Regions from separate parts of the Mus musculus genome. Here region 2 is linked to region 1. Evidence: chromatin contacts called from public Hi-C data. All regions are on one chromosome and are shown on one strand. The core of a region is the stretch at or near the end of the contact, and the rest is flanking DNA. Distances in the headings are between cores, read along the strand shown.

Evidence for each region. A called contact is a pair of places that touch in the nucleus more often than the background predicts.
Region 2: a Hi-C map of liver shows a contact between it and region 1, with 2.3 times the contacts expected there. The contact joins the enhancer-like site here to the promoter of Pkhd1 in region 1. A contact is called at or near these places in 10 of 39 promoter capture datasets (cranial neural crest, embryonic stem cells, liver and 4 more), 5 of 484 Hi-C or Micro-C datasets (liver, muscle stem cells, myocytes and 1 more) and 1 of 115 datasets of contacts at active chromatin or transcription factors (embryonic stem cells).

What each region holds. Positions count from the first base shown.
Region 1 is chr1:20,615,541-20,620,564 of GRCm38.p6, forward strand. It overlaps Pkhd1 (polycystic kidney and hepatic disease 1), which reads right to left and starts at 2,517. Exons shown (of 67, transcript NM_153179.3): 1 at 2,371-2,517.
Region 2 is chr1:20,652,251-20,657,274 of GRCm38.p6, forward strand. No RefSeq gene overlaps it. Among named protein-coding and RNA genes, the nearest start is that of Lincmd1, 15 kb to the right of the region's middle. Within about 2 kb of position 3,066, at least 6 of the 459 cell types and tissues checked have an H3K27ac peak or open chromatin away from gene starts, as enhancers often do. A contact at or near this core is called in liver, muscle stem cells and myocytes, where this site is marked.

The sequences.
Region 1 (5,024 bases), core at 1,267-3,766:
CTCCCTACCTCCTACCCCACCCCCACCCCTACCCTCCAACACACACACACACACACACACACACACACGGCACATGGAGGCCATTACAGAAAGCCACAAATGGTGAAAATGTAGAGAAGAGCTGCCTCAGGGTGCCCAGTCCAAATAGATACATCTACAACAAAACCCCTACCCATAAGTCTCTGAGAACATAAAGAAAGAGGGGGCAAAAAGATTGTAAGGTCCAGAGGACCAGGAAGTCTGCTACAATGTAGCATCATCTAGATATGACAGGAAAGCCACACCTATGAAATCTCAACAATATGGCTGCTTCAAAAAGCCCTGGCCAATGACAACCAGTTGACATGCCAGCATGGATAAAGGAAAGTACATGGGGACCCTCTCCTAGATGAAAAGCTACTGGCAATTAAAAACAGATGACCTCATCATATTGTATTTACATATTTATCCACATATATATGTAACAATAATAATTAATGAATAAGAAGCTGTGTGGGAGGGGCTGGGCTGGAGAGAGTAAGGGAAAAGGAAAGATTTAATTACAATTAAAACAATTAAACAAATATATAATTAAATGATGTAATACTATCTCCTCTAGAGGCACCTACTATCTTTCTAGGCTCAGAAGAGAATCAGCATACAAGAAACATTATAGAAAACCACCGCTCACTCATCTTGTCTCAATAGCTATTTAATGCATGTTTAAACCAATTCACCATTGTGCAAAAAAGGTAATCTTAAGAATAACTTTTAGTTATCTGGGCACTGGTAACCAGTCAGGGTTCCATGTTGCTTTCTCATACCCCAGCTTCCCTTCCTATGATGGTCAGATTTGAACCCTACATGATAGACACATTGTATTTCTTGTTAGCAATCAAGCAAGGCTTCTATCCGCTGATCTCTACCTCGGCCATTAAATCTCTCATGGCTTTATCAGCTTGTTCTCCAGTAAATCTTTCCTCAGTAGTCTCTCTCAAATTTCCCGTTCACACCCTAGGAGCCGAAGCCAGATACTATCTGTGTGCTGTCATGCCAGCCTTGCCTCTAGAGATCACTCTGAAACAGTCCAGAGACCAGTTATCCATTTCCATACAGGTCATAATATAAGGGCCTGATATAGTATTCAAAGACTTAATTCTTTGATACATTTTTAAATACCACACATCTGATTTTACAGATCTAGAATAAATGGCTTTTTCTCCATGCTGAAGGAAACAGAATTCACATAGCCTGGCCCTATGAAGGCTGAGAGTTCCTCTCTAACACCAGGCAGAAGTGAATAGACAAATATTCCTAAAACTCTAGCTCTGAGGGTCTCTGAAAGTTTGAAAACCGTAATGAATAAGTCCATATCATTACATATACGTTAATGTAAATTTCTACAAAAACACTCAATGTGGTAGCAGTTACAACCGTTTCAGAACGCCCCAGTAGTTTCACGACAAGAATGTCTAGCAATGTCTGCCTGCCCAATTGTAGTGAATTTATCATACAGGTGTGTCCTGTTTAAGATGGCCCAAAAGAGATAATAACTTCTATTTAGTTCAGGACTGGGAAAGTTTATTACATACCCAATAGATGCTGAACATTGTACTGGAAGCCAGGGGAAATAAAAGTCTGTCCTTAGTCCCCAGCAAAGAGGAGGCGTGGAGTCTTTTGAGGTTTGAAAGGAGTGTTGATGTTACCAGGTGTCCTTTTACCTTGTAAAATTTCCTACACCCTTCAGTCTATTTGTAATTGAATTCAATTTACAAACATCCAGCGTTCAAAAGTGCATGTCCTACAAAAGCACAACAGGAGCGAGGATTCCATACCTAGCCCAAAGGCACGGGACCCAGCTTGCATGTTCTGCCAGGTGTGCAGGCCAATCTGGGCATACTATTTTATAATAATTCATCTTAATGTCCGGCCCCATGCTTAGAGCAAGCATAATAACACCCCACTTAGAACAACAGAAATAAGCACCCCACAATGAGCTCCAATAAACTTGAAGTTCAGAAATACCTATTTTTTTTCCTCCAAAACAAAACAGTCATATGAACCATAAATGTCACTTTGCTGGGTGGGGATTCATTCAAGTCTGCTCATCCTTCCTGGTGATCAACACAGTGTCCAGTTTCTTTTAAGGGGAATGTTTCAGCCACAGAGACGTGCACTGTGCATTGAGTTTAGTCCTCTTCCTGTCTGCGTTCTCTTTCTTCTGCCCCTCCCGCATCCCTCTTCTCTCAGCATCCCCTCCTCTGGGAGCCTAAAAGACAAGTTTCCGTGCTCTTACTGTGGACCTCCCACTCCCACTTCCTTTTGCTTACTGCAATGACAGTGGGAGATGCAGCGCTAGAAAAGGAAGTCTTTTTCTGAATCAAACAGTACCTGATGCTGTGTCAGCCTTGTGCCTCAAATGAGAGAAACCGTCCCCTTCTAAACGAAGCCGCGTTATTCGGTGACAGGCCAGCCTGCAGCTAGCTAGCTAGCTAGCTAAGATGCAGGTAGCTCACTTCCTGTTGGACTGGAACTCACCTAACTCGCTTGTGTCCTGGCTAAACGTGCACCAGAGTGAAAGTTCACAAATGACCACAGGGCAAGTTTAATAATTAACGCGAGCCACTTAGAGACCCAAAGAAAGGGCTGCTTACATTTTTCTCCACTTACTGCATGTGTCTCAGACAAGAATTAAAAAAAAAAAAAGAAAAGAAAAGAAAAAAATAGTCTAGCCAGTGTGACCAGTGGGCACTCAGTAACTGAAAGGAGGTGCCAGAAAGACAGCCAGTGAGCAGAGACCCCAGCAGGAACTTACATGCTCCATGAGTGCTCTCTGCCTGATCCTGCACCCTATGCTATGGGCTTTCAGTGGTGGTCCACTACACTTGATGTCTTATTGGTTTCAAAAATATGGCACAGCCTGGGGTTCAAAGGTCACTAGAGTAGATCATTTCCTTCATGGAATACTGTTGCTGTCTTGTGCTTGCTTTTTCTGCAGGTTCAGATATATTTCCTTTGTGTGCATCTTCAGGCCAAGGCTACTAACAGCTTATACTATTGCTAGCTTGCAAGTTTTTAATACCACCCCTTTATGCCTTTTCTAAATCTTGGCTGCCCTTCTAGAACTAATCCCTTTAATAATTTTTTATCTCAAATATGCCTTCTATTTCCTATTAGGACTCTAAGGTTATATATACTCTGAGAGATAACTAAGTTCCCGTATTGGCAATATACAGTTCACAGTCATCAAAACTCGAGTGTACCTTGCTAAATGATTCAGCAGGGTTGAGCTGCTCAATAGTGTCTGACGTATATAAGCTATTCCCAGAACTCTGTGTACATCACGTAGGGGAAAAATACTATGTTTATTCTTCTATAAACCCAAATAGATTGCACTGTGCTTTCTATAGAGTAGACTCATCCATAACGTGGATTATATTAGGGATATATTTGAAATAGACCTAGGCAATGAAAGCAAAGTATTGAAACTGAGAATGCCTGGGGCCTCTTTTGGTTTGGGCTTTTCCCCTTTCCTTACTTTGAAAAAAAATTATTATATTGTCTACAACTTATATCCATATTTCTGAAAGAAAGAGGGCAGATCACCAGGTGGACAGGACAGCAGCATGACTTTCCACTGAAGAACTTCATTAGGCGATTAGAGCAAGCTTTTGTCTTCCAGGGTCAACTCTTGAGATGCTTCACCTCACATTGCACTGCCAGAACCTCCCTGGAGAAAAAGCCCCCCTTTTCCTCTCTGGGATTCCTCTCTTGTCTTGCTTGCTTTTCTTCAGCCCTCTTCTCTTCATGAAGATACAAAGGAAAGGAAAGCAAATCCCTCTGGGTGTGATTTCCCATCATCATACCCAGAATCATACATCATACATCAGAATCATGGGCTCAGATTTTGAGGCAGCTTGACTCCACCCAGGGCCTAACCTAAGGGTAAAACATTAATGTGAGACTTTCATTAACAGACTTTCTTTCCTGCCAAGGGCCATACAGAGGGAATGACAACTGGCTTTGGAACTCATGGAATGCAGCCCACTGGCTAGCACAGGCACACGGGTGAGCCACGGTTGAAGCATGACCCCAAGGACCACGTGTCCTGAGGACTTCACACTGCTATGGAGTTCTGCTCTGCTTGCTGCCCTCACACCCCTGTTAATCTGAGAATTGTATGAAAACTCTAAGGGGGCTTCCAGCCCCTAACTGGGCAGCATCTCTGGCATTCACAGTAATAGTGCTTGATCTCTTTCAGTCATTGCTGCTGGAGCAGATTAATGATTCAATCACCACCCTAGAGAAGAACTGAGAGATATAGATCATCAACAATGACCACCACCCTTAGAAAGCATTTGGAAAAATAAACTTGTTAGTGAAGTTAGGTTATGATGTTTCTGCTACAGACTCTGATATAGAAAATCTTAGGGAACAATTTGAAGTTCAGAAAGGCACACTCTTATTAGTTAAGCAAGGAACATTTATGGTCAGGGAACAAGAACAATGGCAGCACTGGGGAACGTGTCTCACTGAGGCTGGACTGCTGATGGTTGATTTCTTATACCCATTTTTATGCTCAGCTTCCTGATGTGGTTTAATAAGAATTTCTGATGTGACGATGTGCATTCTGGGGATTTAAAGTAGATATGACAAATTTTTTATATAAAAGTTTAGATTTGTGATTCATTTAAGATTCTTATGGGATTACTTTTAAAGATAAATAATAAAATAATTAAACCTTTCTTGAATCTATGTGGGTGTGCTTGGGAATAACTTGTTTTCTTTACCTGCACTATGTAATATTATATCATGTATAGGTATTGGGAACATACTGGTTTTTCATAGTCATTCACTAGAAGAGACTAGAATAAAATCATATTGTAAATTTATAGGGCTTGAAAGATTTTTATGGGACACACAGACTATCGGAGAAATGTAAATAAAGAAAATATTCAATACAATAAAAAAAGAAAAGAAAGAAAGAAGAAAACCATGACATCAGGCAATTTGCATGGGTTTTGGAGTTTTCAGAGTGCATAAGA
Region 2 (5,024 bases), core at 1,816-4,315, 37 kb after region 1:
TAATATTATTGTAATTTCATTTAATAACTTATCATGTTGAAGGAACATTCCATATAACTATATCATAGATAATTACCCTTGGTTAGCACGCACTCAGCTAAAACTTTTCTCCCAACGTATACTTTGTCTTTCAAGGTCCTCCTTATATTTTCCTTCAATACAAAAGAACTGTTTTCCCTCTCCCTTTATTTAACATTAAGGCTATAACAACTAAATGTGAGCTTTTTCAAAGTACATTCTGATTGTTGTGTTGGAGTTGAAATTTCACTAGATTTCATTCTTAATTCTTTTCCTGGGCTCAGGTCAATTCTCCACAGAAGTTTACAGAAGTTTACAGGATCTTGATTACATCTGGATAATTTCACACTCCTACTGGGACATTCTTTTGGAAGAATTCCCAGGTTGCCATTGTCCTCCTGGGTAGTGTGAGTCCTCTCCAGTGTTCCACTGGCACAAGGCAGACCTGTCTTAAGTTCTCTGGGAAACTGTGAACTTCCAGAAGATGGAAATCTGGTCTTTGAGTTACTTCTGCATCTCCACCTTCTAGCAACTGAGTCTAGGCCAGATGTGGATAGTGTCCAATGAACTTGTGTCAAATGAAAGGGTGACAAAGCAGCCTTTTCTTGTTTTTCCCTGTTCCTCAATTCTATACCATCCTGAGACTCACACATCAGTTTAGTCCAAGGTGGCCCAATTATTGTTCCCTGTGGAACGATGGATCATCACATCTTTTAACCCATAAAACACCTAAAAGTGGCATCCATGCTCCCTAAAGCCTCAAAATCGAATGTGGAAGACATAGGAAAGTTCTCATGCAGGGCTGTTCAAGTATCCAGTAACAAAAATCCAGATAGATGATAAAGTAATGTCTTATTCTCTTCATTTAGAACTTGGAAGGTGATTATGTTGGGAGGGGTGCATGTATGGAATATAAAGAGCTATCCTAAGGCAGGAAGAAGTAATGTTATCACTTGGAAATGGAGCTTCTCTAATGTAGTTGATGTCTTTCTACTGTTAAATTCTCCAGTGGTAACAGGAAGAGACAGACCAGGACAAGAGGCAGCAATGGAGAATGGGGAAAAACTGCAGCTTGAATACCAAGGCAACATCCTTTTGTTTTATAAAGTTAAATGTCATTGAGACATGTCTATTGGCTATGTAACCACTGCCCAGAGCACCCAAGCTTCTCAGTGCTAGGCATGTGTCATGACAGCAGAGTCATCCATTAAACAACCACTCCTCTAATCATGTATACTATATCAGTAACAGAAAAATAGTCTATTTTTTCCATTATCCTTGAGACACAATTAGATCTTAGGCAGTTACTCTCCAGTGTCTGTAAAAGAACATAACCTATAGGTAACAGTCCTCTAGTGCCATTCATTTGTCCACCTATAGTGTAAAGCCTCGCCATGCTCTGTTATTTATTAGCCTGAAAGAGACTCCTTCCCGACACCTAGCAGTCTGGGAAAAGGAAGATTTACTCCAAGGCTCAGCTAGGATACTCTATGCTGTGAGGGGGGCACCCTTAGACATTTTCCTCCATTCCCAAGCCCTTCTCACTGCTTCTCCTACAGAACACAGGCAGGAAAACTAATGTTCACTTTCTTCTTTTGGTGCTCTTGTTAATTTCACACTTAACCAAAATTCCAAAACATTCCCACAGCGAGGTTCCTACTAGTTAATAATTGCCTTATCATAAAAGGTCAGACAGGGAGCCTGCCTCCAAACCACAGTGATGGAGTCCATTGTGAACATCGACGTGTTCTAAGGATCCACTTCAAGGCCAGCCTTGTAGCTGGCTCATGTTCAAAAAGCCTATGACCCACACCAGTGTCTGGGTTCCCTAACTTTATGTACCCAGTTCTTCTCTGAACACTTCCTTTCAAGACATAAATGGTGATAGCATTCTTTCCTGAAGCTGGAACTGAAACTCCCTCTCACAGAGAAAACTGGCATGTTTGAGATAACCCATCTAATAGATTCTGCCAAGAGAAACACAGGACAGGTCACAGCATAAAGGCCTCTGTGCTTTGCAGGGAATTTCTCTCCATTAACAAGTTTTTGTTTTAAACATTAACTAGAAAGTTTTCCAGTCTTGCTCTTGAAGGTCAGGGCCAAGCTGGGGAGACAGGTGGGAGGGAGAGCCACTTGCTGCTGGTGTAGAGGGTTAGGCTGCCTGCACGCAGCATTTTCCTACCACACTTGTGAAGAGCAACATTTCCCTCCTTTGGATTACCCCAAAGTGGACTGTGGGGGGGGGTCTGTTTCAACTATTCCATCAGATGTTCTTTAGAATAGACAGACTTGGTTGTTGCTTTGGGAGGGGGAAGAAAATCAAATATTAAACACACTTGGTTCACCCCAGAGGAAGAAGAGACAGAAAGGGTGTAAGAGTCAGAGGAAATAAAGGCCACCAAGAAAACAAGGCCTTCGAAATCAACATGAACAAAGCTCATAGGAACTCACAGACTCTGTGGCAGCATGCACAGGGCTTGCACCAGGCTGCACCATGCTCTCTGCATGTCGATCATGGCTTCCAGTTTACTGTTTTTATGGAATTCCTGACTGTGAACAAGTGGGTCTCTGATTCTTGTGCCTTTTCTTGGGCTCTTTCCCTTCCTTTGGTTTGTCTTGTCCAATTTTTGATGTGATGGTTTTTGTTTTATCTTTTTATACCACTTTTATATTTTACTATTATCTCTTAGAAGCCTGTTCTTTTCTAATTAGAGACAGAGAGTGAGTGGACCAGGATACAAGGAGAAATGGGAAGGAATGGGGGGTAGAGGGAGGGGAAGCCATAATCAGAGAAAAAAATCTACTTTCAATTAAAAAAAAAAATACTTGGTTCACCCAGAGCCATGGCCAAGATAGAAATCCTAGCTGATGGCTTCTGTAGAGGAGAAGCTAGGGGGTAAGTCTAAAGACAGCTGACAGGAAAAAGAAAGAATGTCACCAGTTGTCGCTCACAAAGAACTAAAGTTTTAATATGTAACCTGAGTTTCTACGGGGCCTCCAGGACATTGGAATGCAGTAGCAAATGTGGTCTCACTACCCTGGGTTACTAACACTTGCTCCTTACTAATGCTCAGCAGAACTTTAGCTCCTGACAATGCCTCCTACATAACTCAACGTTTCTAAGGAGTCCTCAGGAAGGCGTTCATATCATTACAGATAAACGTACCAGCTGCCAATGGCATCTCACATCCTACTGACATGAGTTCTACTGAGTGGGTAATGGATGCAAAAACCACTTTCACTCTTTGGCCAAACCACTATATACAAACGTGTGTGTGTGTGTGTGTGTGTGTGTGTGTGTGTGTGTGTGTGTGTGTACTATAAACATATTTATTCTTATATAGTAAGATTCCTGGGTGGGATTAGTAATACTGGAAACTCTCACTCAATTACTAATAAGAAGAATAATTGGGATAATGGATCTAATCTAATGCCATATATAATAAAGTTTGGTTTTAGTTGAACAATATAATAGACTGTCGCCCTATTCCCTAGATTCTCAACACAGTTTGGTTCTATTTTGCCTGCTGCCTTTGTACCTCAGGGCTGTTCTCACTAAAAGGAACTTGGTTTATATGCATGGGAACAACAGCTACATGTAATGGAGTCTAGCCTCTGAAGTTAGAACATTACTTTGTTTTTAATATGAGAGAAGTCAGTGAGGGTGCCACAAAAATAGCCCCTGGATTCCTCAACTGTTCTCTGCCCAGCCTAACCCCAAGCAAGGATCTCTTTCAGTGTTTAGGCTAGATATCTGAGAACTGGAGTAAGCAAATGTGTTCTAAGAGGCATGAGAATATAAAAAGTTATTGGGCGACCACTTCTCATGCCTGTGGATCCCATTACACATAACTTAAATTCACCTCTCACTACCACATAGTCATCAGCCTTTTCTGCCTCTCCATTTGGAGCTCTGTGTATTCCACTTTACACAGATAAGTTTAAATCTATAACCCCTTCCAGTTTGTCTAAGTAATGTGTTTTCTGAAGTAAGAAGAGACCATGACCACCACTAACAACGACGACAGAAACCCGTGTCGGATGCCAAAGAGATGGACAGCTTGAAATTCTGTAGCTAGCACATCTGCTTCATAGAAGACTCCACAAAGCCACAAGAGAGCTCCCTGACTCTCTGGCCTGGAGGTATTTCTGCTACTCCAAAATCTGACCCTAGGCTGGGACTTTAGGCCAAGAGCTAGATATTCTGAATTTAGATATAAAAATGGATAGAAAGTCAAGGAGTAAGGGCAATTTTAATTACTGATCTCACCTCTCTTGTTCCCTGTCATCGAATAAGGTGTAGTTGCTAAGCTGAATCACCAGAGACTAAACACAAATGTTAATATGAAAGCATCTTGTAATGTTTTTCACTTTCCTACATCTAATTTGGAAAGTAAATTAGTAAGTGTTTATTGACAAACACAAAGGGGCCTAACACAAATATAAATAGCTGGACAGTGTTATGGAGTTATCACACTTGTCTTTAGATAATCATTTACAATTTACCAGTGTTTTTATAAAAAAGATGGAGAGGCATATTGTTGTATTGGACTATAGTGTGTTGCTGTATTTTAATAGCTAGAATTCTGTTAGATAAAGAAGGTATCAGTCCTTAAGTACATGACTCATTCACCCAGCAAATATAATTACCTACTAGGTTCCCAGCACTTCTCAAGATATCCAAGATATTTGTAACAAGACAAGAGCGTCTGCTCCCCTCCCTTTAGAATGTATCATCTCTTAATTGAAGATACAGAGGAGATATTGGTTACCTACAAATAACAAAATTTCCCCATGTTTTTAAAATTTGGTTTCAGTGGATCAATAACTCAGGCACAACCTGACTGGATTCTTCACTTCTCAGCTGCTTCCGTTGTTATTCACAGGGTTACAACTTGCTGATTTGTGGCCTCGATCTAAAAGTTACTCGTGAAGAATTCATGAGTGAATTCTCTCAGCTACTGTTGACAGTATGCAATTTCTTGCAGTTTGGTAGAATGGAAAAA